Regions from separate parts of the Lactuca sativa genome. Here region 1 is linked to region 2. Evidence: chromatin contacts called from public Hi-C data. All regions are on one chromosome and are shown on one strand. The core of a region is the stretch at or near the end of the contact, and the rest is flanking DNA. Distances in the headings are between cores, read along the strand shown.

Evidence for each region. A called contact is a pair of places that touch in the nucleus more often than the background predicts.
Region 1: a Hi-C map of seed shows a contact between it and region 2, with 2.5 times the contacts expected there. The contact joins the promoter of LOC111917054 here to the promoter of LOC111917053 in region 2. A contact is called at or near these places in 3 of 4 Hi-C or Micro-C datasets (leaf and seed).

The regions. Positions count from the first base shown.
Region 1 is chr8:127,733,727-127,739,493 of Lsat_Salinas_v11, forward strand. LOC111917054 (uracil phosphoribosyltransferase) reads left to right here and starts at 1,992. Exons shown (of 12, transcript XM_023912707.3): 1 at 1,992-2,150; 2 at 2,268-2,366; 3 at 2,454-2,532; 4 at 3,653-3,711; 5 at 4,026-4,103; 6 at 4,199-4,280; 7 at 4,517-4,565; 8 at 4,734-4,795; 9 at 4,903-4,970; 10 at 5,087-5,142; 11 at 5,223-5,270; 12 at 5,351-5,574. The coding sequence starts at 2,049. The coding sequence ends at 5,402.
Region 2 is chr8:127,510,411-127,516,913 of Lsat_Salinas_v11, forward strand. LOC111917053 (delta-1-pyrroline-5-carboxylate synthase) reads right to left here and starts at 1,779. Exons shown (of 20, transcript XM_023912705.2): 1 at 1,522-1,779; 2 at 452-523; 3 at 98-201; 4 at 1-12. The coding sequence starts at 1,572.

The DNA of each region.
Region 1 (5,767 bases), core at 742-3,241, 220 kb after region 2:
CATATGACCGACTGCTCACATACTCACTCATGAAACTTCCACCAACCCTATAGTCACTCGTGCATGCTAATCATACATAACGTTGGATTCTATAGACAGTGGAATACTTGATTCTACCCTAAGGTCACAACCAGACAAAGAACAGGAAATCAAGCTAAACCAAACATTGTCATGCTATAAAATTTTAGTTATGTACAGCTATGATGCACACACTAAGAAACTACAATAATGATGTCAGTTTTATTTATCATACAAGAAGTTCTCCCAGGCTATCAGGCATCATACATCAGATAATTCTATCATTCAATTATTAAAGATCCCTAACCTACCACTAGCATGTAGTTCCATCATAAAAGTCATAAATAAATAATAATGTAGGTAACTTGGGTTACACTTTCTTGCTCCGGTTGATCGTACACATCTCATCCTTGCTTGGTTACTTTTGAAAACAATATTGAAAACCATTTTGAAAACTCTTACAAATCCTTAGTTTGAGTCTAGAGTCACACAAATGCTCATCCAATTCTCTCAAACTGTGGCTCTGATACCAAATTGTAACATCCCAAAAATCAAATTAAAATGTTCATTTTTAAAATCCAACCAAAAACCATAAATGTTTACAATACATAGTCCCCAAAAGTAATAATCACGAATCATAGTGTCCCAAAATCATATATCATAAAATCAAAAGAATGTGCATGATCACTTATTTGCTTTTCCCTGATCATCTGAAGTACTTGAAACATACAACTTAAACTGTAATCAAAGGCTTAGTGAGTTACCCCAAAGTAGCACAACCAAACAAATATACATACTGCATGTTGGGTCCACAACCTCCCGGTTCGATTACCCTGGCCCACAACCTCCCGATTAGATTGCCACACACATCGCATATTGGGTCCACAACCGTGGTTGGATTATCCTGGCCCACAATCTTCCGGTTGGATTGCCACTTTGGCCCATAATCTCCTTATTGGATTGTCCCAGGTTTGTTGGCTTATTGCACAAAGCAGTATAGTCTCAACCCAACCACACTTTCAAAGTATCCGAAGACATACTTGTGCCTTAAATTTTTGTTTGGCGTGTCATACCAATATGATGTTCACAAGGAGGGCGTTACTATGACACAATAAAAAAGGAGTGCATTTGTCTGAAAAAGGATTCCTAAACTTGTCGAGTGATGACTATATTGTCGGCTTTTTTGGTGGATTCGATTGGGGGATTATTTAGGCAATTTAAGTCGCCATCTTGGACGTCAGGGAATACGAATTTTTCAAAACTTTTTTATTTTCCTTTGAACGATGTTTCGATATAAGAATTTATTTTAATTTTACAATTGACTCAACAGTTCATGATATCTTACAACTTCCTTGTTATAGATGACTATTACTACTTAAGAGTTAAGATTGTCATTTTCGGTCCTTATCATTTTTTACTTTTTAGAAACACATTTAGAAATAAACTTTTTTATCATCTCATAGAACATTTCTTTTAAATGCAAAAAATTGTAGAAAATAACGGAAAAACACATTGTTATCCAAAATATCGATTTCAATCGATATCAACAATATTATCCGGCTCGAGCCTTGTATTATGGTCCTTATCGAATTATTGCATTGGATAACAATATACTTTTCATTGAAGAGATTTTATAATATATACCATAAAAATATATATAAGAAATATTAATTGAAGTATTAGTTATAAAAATATTACATTAATTAAATATGATAAATATTAATGATAATTAATATTTTTTATAATTAATATATTTTATATTTAATTATAATAATATTATATATAATTAATATTTATTATATTTAATTATAATAATATTTGTTATAATTAGTAGTTTAATTAATGATTTTACAATAAAAAGATATTCTTATCCAAATATAGATTTATCGATAATAGGAGATATTTAATTTTTGTTATCGATATTAGCGAAGTCTGACTAAAAAACAAAAAGACAATGTTTTGACGAGTTTTTTTCGGATACGTGTTCTGAATATACGGAACCCAATCCCCTTTAAATCGACTGTTTCACAATGGCTTCCGCTCGCATATCTTCTACTCCCCCCGTTCACTTCACATTTTCATCGCCGGCGCCTCCTTTTCTCCACAATCTCTCTCATTCCCTTGCGAATAATGTATACCCACCATCAATTTCCCAATTTTTTAATCCAATTTCTGTTCTTTTCTTCTTTTTTGTTTAATTTAAACCCTAATCTTGTTGTTTACTTTACTGTATATTATTGTTCCTACAGTTTTCATGCTCTAATAGGCGGCAGCCACGTACCAGATTCTTGTCATTGAAGTCGCAAGCCACAGCAGAAAAGAAAGCTCCTTTGGACAACAGAATGCTGGTAACAAACTCGAGTTTTTGGATTCGATCGAAATTGGGTTGTTTTGGTGGATGAGTTCCCGATTTATGTACTCGTTGTTTTCTGCAGGTATTCGTACCTCCTCATCCTTTGATCAAGCACTGGGTCTCAGTGCTTAGAAACGAGGAAACACCATGTCCCATCTTCAGTAAGTAATGCTATGGCGTTTCGAATTCACTTTTCGTAATTTTTCTTTTTTGTTCGGATTCTGGCAGCATGTCCGTTTATTGAATGTGACATGCATCTTGATGAGCTTTAGTTGAATCAAAATCAAATTTCATATCTTTTTTCGTTTTGGATTTTTAGTTTTGCTTAACTTTTGGTTCTGCATGTCTGTTACTTGAATGTGACATGCTGAGTCAAAATCAACTTTTCTCTTTTCGTTTTGGGTTTCCGATTTTCGTAATTTTTGTTTTTGGGTTTTTAGTTTTGCTTAAGTTTTGGTTCTGCATGCATGCCTGTTTATTGAATGCGACATGCAATTGGATGAGCTTTAGTCGATTCAAAAAAATTTCTTTTCTTGTTTTCGTAATTTTTCTTTGGGTTTTTAATTTTTGTTTAAGTTTTGGTCCTGCATGTCGGTTTCTTTAATGTGACATGTAATCGGATGAACATTTGGTATCGGATTTATTCGAGTTAAGTTCGATTTTATTTTCTTTTATCCTTTTGGGTGTTTGGATCTGATTTAAGCTGTCCACAGGTCGCTTAAATTTTGATTCACATTTGGGTTTTCCAAGTTTCGTAATTTTCTTGTTGGCTTTTTAATTTTTGGTCGGATTCTGGATCTGCATGTCTGTTTCTTGCATGTGACAAACTATTGGATGAAATTCAGTTTTCGTTTTTTCCCTTTGGGGTGTTTGAATTTAATTCAAGCTGTCAAGAAGTTGCTTTGATTGTGATTCTGCTTTGGATTTTCAATTTCGTTTTTTTTGGGTTTTAGTTTTTGTTTAGATTTTGGTTCTGCATGTCGTCTTTCTTGAATGTTCTTCTCATCAGCTCTAATTGTGTCAAATTTCACTTCCTTACTTTTTCGTTTTTCGGGTTTTGAATTTGATTCAATCTGTCAAGAAGTTTCTTTGATTGTGATTCTGCATTTGTGTTTATAAAAATGTGCCATGCCATTAGATCTTGTTAGCATATTTAATCAAATAAGATCCAAAAATAGTTTTAATATAACTTCAATAAAGATGCTCTGAATCAAGATTCATTCATTCATGTTTTTGTTAAATTGCATGTTATACTTTTGTTTATAACAACTTCAATTGCAGAGAATGCCATGGCTGAGCTGGGAAGGCTTCTTATGTATGAAGCATCAAGGGATTGGCTGGTATACTTTTACTTTATTTGGTCACTTTTTTTTTTCTTTTTTTTTTTGTTTTTGCAAGAAATAACAATATACTTTTATCAATTTGTTTACTATAGCATCTTACTTTTACTTCTTCCTATTACAACATTTTGCACTCTAAAAAATATACTCAATTGTAGCGAAAGTACAATGCCTTAATAAGAATTTATTTGATTATACAATTCTGTAATAGATATAAATGAAACTAAGATGTTATACTATAATACATAAATATATCAAAATGCATTGCAATTTCTTGCTTTAATCATTAATGGAGTAAGTTTATTGTTTTGCAGCCTACAATTTCAGGGGAGATTCAGTCCCCACTTGGGCCTGCTACAGTAGAATTTATTGATCCAAGAGAACCTGTAGCGGTTAGTATATCAATGCTCTTACATTATGCTTTATTATAATTTATAAACACTTCTGTTATGTGAGTAAATTTACACAAATACCCTTGTGTTTGCAGGTTGTTCCCATTCTAAGAGCTGGGCTTGTTCTTGCAGAACATGCAGCTTCCATCTTGCCAGCAACCAAGACATACCACCTAGGTAACTATTTAACTAACAAATTAAATTTACTTTTTTAACCTTGATGGACTTAATGAGGACATGACTTAAAACCGAAAATCAGGGAAATGAGACCTATAACATCAAGTCCTCTTAACTTTTTATATATTTGCCAAATTTTAATTTTTCAATGATTTTTTCAGTAAGTGATGTTTCTTTTCTTTTATTAACCTGAGACTATTGCTTGTTTTCTTATTATATGTTTTTTTTTAATTAAGGTATTAGCAGAAATGAGGAGACACTTGAAGCATCGGTGTATTTGAACAAGTAAGGGGTCATAGTTTATTACTAGCTGCACATATCTCATATTTGCTAGCTACTCTTTGCAATATAATTTATAAAAAACTAATGAACAAAAACTTAATAATATTTTATCATCTGTTTATTTTGAATGGAAATTTTCATTTTTGACCCTTTTTAATTTTCCTTGTGCAGGTTACCAGACAAATTTCCTGCAGGAACCCGAGTGTTTATTGTAGATCCTATGCTAGCAACAGGTGAATCACATTACTAACCAAATGTCTTAAATACCCTTTAATAATGAAAAAGTTACAAAATTTGCTCTTTTTAAATTAATTTCGTTTTGCATCTAAATAATCTTCAGGTGGCACGATTATGGCAGCCATTGATATGATTAAGGATCGTGGAGTTGCCAACCAGCATATCAAAGTGGTAAAAATATTTAGTATTGTAGAAAATCAATTATTAAATAATTTCCTCCTTCCAAAATAAAAAGCAATAATCAGTTTATTAATTTCAAGATTCCTTAAATTTATCTAAATATTTAGGTATCCGCCGTGACTTGCCCTCCAGCCCTCCAAAAGCTGAGTGAGAAGTATCCCGGGTACAATATTACTAAAACCCTTGACACTTGATGAAGGGTATATCTGTCTTTTGTGGTTAACTTGTATTGTAATTCCTCAGGCTTCATGTATATGCTGGAATCATTGATGCAACACTTACTGACAAAGGGTAAGTTAGTAAATTCAAGAAAATATATGATATTGTGTTGTGAAGTTATCTAAAGATTGTGTTTGAATGGTGAATTTCAGGATGATTATCCCGGGACTTGGAGATGCAGGAGACCGAAGTTATGGTACATAAATGAAACCGAATGAGGGCGTTTATGGTACAACGTAACTTTTATAAAGTTGTGTTGGGTAGTTTTTTAGTTATAAATTTTGCTGAATAATTGAAGACATTCGTGTCTTTCAGTCTGATTGTTGTTATTATTGTGACAATGTGACTTATTTATGCTGAGGTTTTTTTCAGGACCTTTTGCTTGATTTGCTTTACCATAGCATGTGTGTGTGCGCATGTATTTATCTTTTTCATTTAAAATTGCAACCGAGTGAACCAACTTATATTTTTTTAACCTTTTATTTACATTTTTTTTTAAAACATGGTAATAGTTGGTTCATACCCACACAGAATTAATAATATTTGTTTTGACAATGAACATTTTGTTA
Region 2 (6,503 bases), core at 529-3,028:
AGGTCAGCAAAACTACAGTAAAATAAATTTTCAGAAAAGCTGACAAATATACCCCTGGAGTCAACACTTATGAAAGACAGTCAGAAAGACAAAGGACCTGCTGTTGATCATTTTTCTGTATTTAAGCCTTTGGCGCCCTGCTCCAACAGCTCCTGAAGTAACTAAAATTATTTCAAAGCCTCTGGAGTTCAACTTTTCAAGCTGCAACCAAATCGTTTGTTATATGAGTTAAACAAAAACATGATTGGAACAAAGTACTCAGCATGCTGAAATCATATTCAACAGCAATGATGTGAAAGGGTAAAAATGTCATTTTCTATTCCTTCTTTCACATACGAAAGCAATGAAGGTGAAGGAAAGCTAAAGTCATACGTAATGTGAGTTCACTTGGAAAATTCAGTAATTAGTGAGTTACTATATATGAAATTTATGCATGAGCTTAATGAAATACCTGTTCAAATATAGCTCCAAGTCGGCCTACAGCTAATCTCCCATCATCTCGGGTAACCACAGCTGTTCCTACCTAAAGTCATAAAGGTAACATGGTTAGACAGAGGGTAAAAATGTCATCTTTAACCTCAAGTTCACTTCCATAAAATCTTGCTTTTAGATGACATTTGGCATTATCTCATTATTGGACAAGCTTTGGTTCAAGATAATAGTAATAACCTTTTTTTTATAATAAACAGTAATCATCACAAAAAGCTATAGGTTCTTAATAATAAAAAGATAAAGTTTTTCCTAACAAAACAAAAGGACAAAAGCAAGGGCCCCTAGGATTCAATCAATAACCACATTTTAATATATTATACACATGGTGCTCATAGAGTTTTTATTTTAGCTCTGTTCAAAATTACATAAACAAGAGGTCTACAAGTTCCATTTGTATTTCTAATCTTTTAGGGAATACCCAAATTCATTGTTTTTTCTATTGATTTGTAAAACTATGTATCAATTTTTTGCCTTTTCCATAAGTATATCAAGCATATAAACATATTTTCATTATTTTGTTACTTTTTAGGGCAAATTATATGCCAAAGCAAGAGATCCAATCGCAGTGAATAAACATCTATAACTCTTAATAAATAATTTGTTAATTAACAAATATTAAAATATCAAGTACTTTGTCTTTTATAATCAAATATGTGGACATCATAATCTGAGAAGAAGATAGACAAACAAATCGTGTTGCCACATGAAACCATTAAAAGGCTAAGTGAAACGGAATCTGGCGTTATCAGATATGAATGCATATGCGATCCAAATTGTCGTTATCGTGTGCATGGCAAAGGTTGACAAGTGTCTTTCATCCATACACCAAACCGTACATGAAAGGTAATAATAATAAACAACAAAAATCTGTTGATAATCGCGATCTGAAAAAACAGAGATGGATAATCGAACTCGATCAAGCAAATCCACTTAAACCACAGATAAACATCAAACATGAAACAAAGAAAGAAAAAATTTATAGGATACAAACAAAACGCTGTTAATGAAAATGCAAATAAGATGGTAGACCTTGACGACTACACGCTTGACATTCTTGACAAAAGCTCGAGTAGGATCCATGGCGTAAATCGATTGAATGCTAGCGAGGTTTTTCGATGGTAAAACCCCAGAATCAAGGAGTGAGAGAGAGAGAAAAGAAACGCAGTGAACGTATGTTTTGAGATAGGGAGAGAATAGTAGTGTGTGTGTGGTTTTGTAGGTGTTCTGATTAGTGAAAATGGTGATAGAGAGAAGGGTATAGGTTGAGAGAGAGGGGTGGGGCTGCGGAGAGGCGAGGTGAACGTGACGACAATATACGGCTCCAACAGATGGCGCCTGCCGTATGGCTTGGAGTTGTATATTAGTATTTTATATGGTATTATATTATATACTTTGTTAAAATCAAATAGAACCTCAAATATATCAAATAAGAACTCAAATATACCTCAGAGATCTTTAAATGTATTCGTTTTATTTAGACAAAGTTACTTAAATGGTCCTATGATTTAGCGGAATAGACACATACAATTTAATTTCAAAAAATAGACGGACTTGGTCCTTATTTTTGTCGATATTGCGGAAATGGTTCTTCCGACATAGGCTCAAAAACATGTCATTAAAATTCTGTAAAATAACATTTTTACACTTTCTTTTTTCTTTTTCAAACTTTTGTATTTTATTGTTACTTCTCTAAACTGCATGGACCATGTATGTAATTTTAAAAATACTATTGTATTCTTGGTAACGAAGAACATTCAACCACCATCATCTTAGATCTTCAAAAACCATTCAAACCATCTTCATCTTCAAATTTTCAAAAAATCAAAAGCTTCTTATTCAAATCAATGAAAATAATGGAGCATAAACATTAAAACCATCTTTATCTTCAAACTTAAATCCTCTTAACATCCACCAACCTTAAAATCTCTTAAAATCGAACAATACCAAAACTGTGGAAAAGAATTTGAAGTTAGATTGAATTTGAAATCGAACCCAGATTTGTGTTTTTGGAGAAAAAATCCTAAAAATCCTCCATATAAAATAATTTAATCTGTTATGAAAATAAAACAATAGGCCCACCAAAAACCTAACCCAACGTACACATCTCTATTAGTCATTTTCTCCTCCGGCTCAACTTTTTCCCCTCTTCTCACTCCCACCACCACATTTTTCCACATATGTTGTTGTAATGTAACCTTAAAATTACTCTCTTCCTCCTCATAACCTCGTTTCGATTGGAGCTCACCTAAGTTCTTCATCTATTTTAGCAATGAATCTCTTTACAAATCTTCAAACTTTCATTCTCCTGCGAAGCCCAAATCCCAGAAACCTATTTACAAACTTTGATAAGAGAAACCAAAAAGTAATCGCGTTGTCGTCGCCGCCTTTTACTTCGGTTACGATCATGGTAGCAACTCGTTTGATTGTTCTGATGTCCTATGGAGGGAGAATGGTGTAAGAACCCTCAACGATGCTTTCTGAAGTCGATGAAGCTACCTCCATGGAAGATCGCAATCAAATGAAGAAGCCAAAAAAAGAATTTGTGAACTTGGTATTAGATTGTGAGAAAATCGGTAACCTTTTCTTTGAGATGTCATGGGATACTTCTTCCGTCAATGCTTTCCTCAACGGAGATTCAGCAACTCAGTATTTTGAAAACATCATGGATCTATCAAGCCTCGACGATCTCCTTGTCATGATGAACAAAGTTTTCTAATTCAAAGATCAAAGGTTTCATTTCGCATGTCTGTAAATAAGGCTTTAGATGTCAATAAATTTTATGTGTTTCATTAACTAGTGTCTAATTGTGTAATCAGTTGTGTGAAACTCTATTAATGTCTAATGAACATCAATTTTGAGTTTTTAATATTCTATCTCAAAACAGAAACCCCAAGTAAGGAATATGAAAATGTACAGTATCAAAAGCAAGAAAAGCCAATCTACAACCACATTGGTTTAGGGCTCGCTGGCAAAATGTAACACCAATTATCCAGAATGTGTTAGTTGCAGCCTTGGAGGGATCAAATGTAAATTTTTTGGGAATACCAGACATCGTGAATGGAGCACCACGACGTGGCATGCCAAATTCATGAAACACATATATGATGGGCGCCATGACGTGGCAAAAGGAATGTCACGATATAGCAGAAGCTGCAACTCAATCCCATGATCTTTTAAGGTTTCTTCAATATTTAAGCATCTAATCTCAAGGATTAGGGCATCATCTTCAACCTGCAACCCTTACATATGAAACCCTAGCCTCTATGCTTGTTTGAGGGCTTGATTTCTTGATTTGGAGCTTATTCTTTGGATTTTGGTAAAGCTTAGGGAAATGAAAGGTTCATATTGGTGCAAGGGAATAAGGAGCAAGGTTGGATCCAACATTCTCTTCAGATTTATAAGTTATTAGAGGTATAAAGTTCATATGTTGGTACTTCTTCTTCTAGATTCAAGTTTGAGATCATGATTGGGTGGTTTTGGTCCCTTTTATGGATGCTCTTGGAGTTGGAGGAACTCCAGAGCTTGGTATGGCTCCTTTATGGTCAATGTGTTATGTAGAATGAGAAACTGGAACAATCTTAGAGGCCCCTTGTGTCCATGCATGGCCCCATTAGGGACTTAATGGACTTAGGTTTGTAGATATAGCCTTATAATGGAGTCCTAATGGATAAAGTTGGAAACTTTATCCATTAAGTCATTGAAAAGAAGTAGATATGAGGTTATGGTTTTAGATCCGTAAGGGTTAAGCACTTGATGAAGATTTTGACATTCTGTCAGAAACCACGACATGGCTAAGGGCTTTCCGTGACGTGGTGGAGCTCAAATGTTTGACTGTTTTGTCTTTAGTTGGCCACGAAATGGCCAATAGCTTGCCATGTCGTAAGGTTCATGGACCTATTAACCGTTGATTTTTGTTGACTATTGACTATTTAATTTTGACCAACTTGAACTTGGGTTTAACTTATAGATTTGGTTTGTCGGCCAAGTTGTGCCCTTTGATTGAGCGGTAGTTAGTTCGTAGGTTTGTCCAGTGAAAGGAATTGTGAGTGTTGTAATATTATCTAGTTTTTCATTTCAGGTGAGTTTCCTCACTACACTACATTTTACAATGTATATCCTTGTATGTTAGGATAAAGGAGTACTGGTATGCTAGCTAGAGTACTTCTATGTTAGGATATATAAGTAGTGGTATGCTAGATAGAGTACCAGTAAGTTGATAATCGTCTAGTGGGGTGCCCTGGGGGGTATATGTATTCACGTAGGATAGCCTGAGAACTCTTGATCTAGGCTTTTTTGCTTGTTCTTTGTTTGGTTGTAGCTCTAAAGTGGGATCACCTATTCGCATGTCTATCTCACCTCTAATTACATATAGTTAAGCATTCCTTAGAGTTTTGTTGGTTGTGGCATAGGGTACTGTATGATACTCTATATGTTGCAATTGGCTATTAGACTAGTAAACTAGTGTAGATAGTTGTCTGTGTTTATGTTCTTGTTTGTTTGCTTGTTTGATCTATATGCCAACATATCGGGTGGTAGGTTGAGGCGATCCTACTTTCTGTGGTAGGCCAAGATACCCGGACGGATCACCGGTGTGTTTTAAGCCAAGTACGAACGAGCTGTATGATGTAGGTGTGGGAAGGGGACTAGTCATGGAATGGAGGCCAAGGAGAGCAATCTAGGTGTACTGTAGGCATCACAATGCGGTTCAGTCAGATTGAAGTGTCGTGTGTGTACATGCATTGTATGTGTATTGTGGTGTGGTATTTTAGGGGAGCTCACAAAATTTTGGCTTGCAGTTGTGGATTAAATGTTATTTCGGTACTATTGGTGATCGTGGGAAGGCAAAGGCGTGACTATACACACTTATCAGCAACATTAGAGATTCCGCATTTATTACATTGCCCTGATTTTCAAACAATTGTGTTTTGGAACAAATGAGTTTTCTTAACTTGGTTTTTATGAAATCGTTGTTTTACGTTAATTGAAAATGAAAATTTTGTTTGTGAAAATGGGACGTTTCATAAAAGGGCGGGTCAGAGGAGGTGGTGTTGGCAAAGGATGGCTACGTTGGATGTGGGTGTTGCTCAGATGATGGTCCAGGCGGCAGAAATAATCATTTAAATGGTGGTTTAGGATAAGAGGAACGAGGGTAAGGAAGAAAAGGGGTAAGTTACATAAATGATCCCTGTAGTTGGAAAGATATAATAGAAAAATAGAAAATTATAAAAAGGGAAAAATAAAGGATAAACATGTCATTTTATAGAATTTTAACGGCATGGTATCCTAGCATAACTGATTATGGGTCAACATTGGTGTCTTAGACCCGCTAAACATGGTGAGGAAACTCACATCGCACTGTTGAATCTCATAGATAAATCTCTGGCTGTTGGACCACTAAAATCCCCGCGCTATCAATCACAAAATAACGTCCAATTAATAATTGGATCCCAACTCACACTAAGAGTCCAAACTATGGTAAAATACCTTTTTACCCTATCCCTAACTTGGCCCAAGTCCAAGGCCTAATCTAATTGTCCAAAAGCCCAAAATAATCACCCAAAGCCCAAATATGGCCCAATTTTCCAAATTGGGCCCAAACCCCTTTCATGGGCCTTTAACCAAAAGAGTCCAATAAAACATCAACGAACCAACAAGAGAATTCTTATAACCCAATAAGGCCCAAGACAACAAACATCCAATGTGGCCCAATACCGAGAAGCCCACATATATGAAGCCCATTGTCGGGTACACAGGTCGTACTCAGCTCGTACGCTTAGCGTACTCGCTTTAGGGCTTGTACGTGCAACATGCCTGCTTGTACGCCCAACTTACTCTACCAAATTGGCTGACTTTCCCATTCATCTCTTAAACGGTTAAGACTTCACTCCAACACTTAGATATGACTTCCTTAAGGTGGTTTATCAAATAAAGTTGCCAACTTTACGTGCATGCATGGCTTAATGAGGCTCTTAGAGCTTAAAAAATGACTTAACACGTGCATGAGACCATAA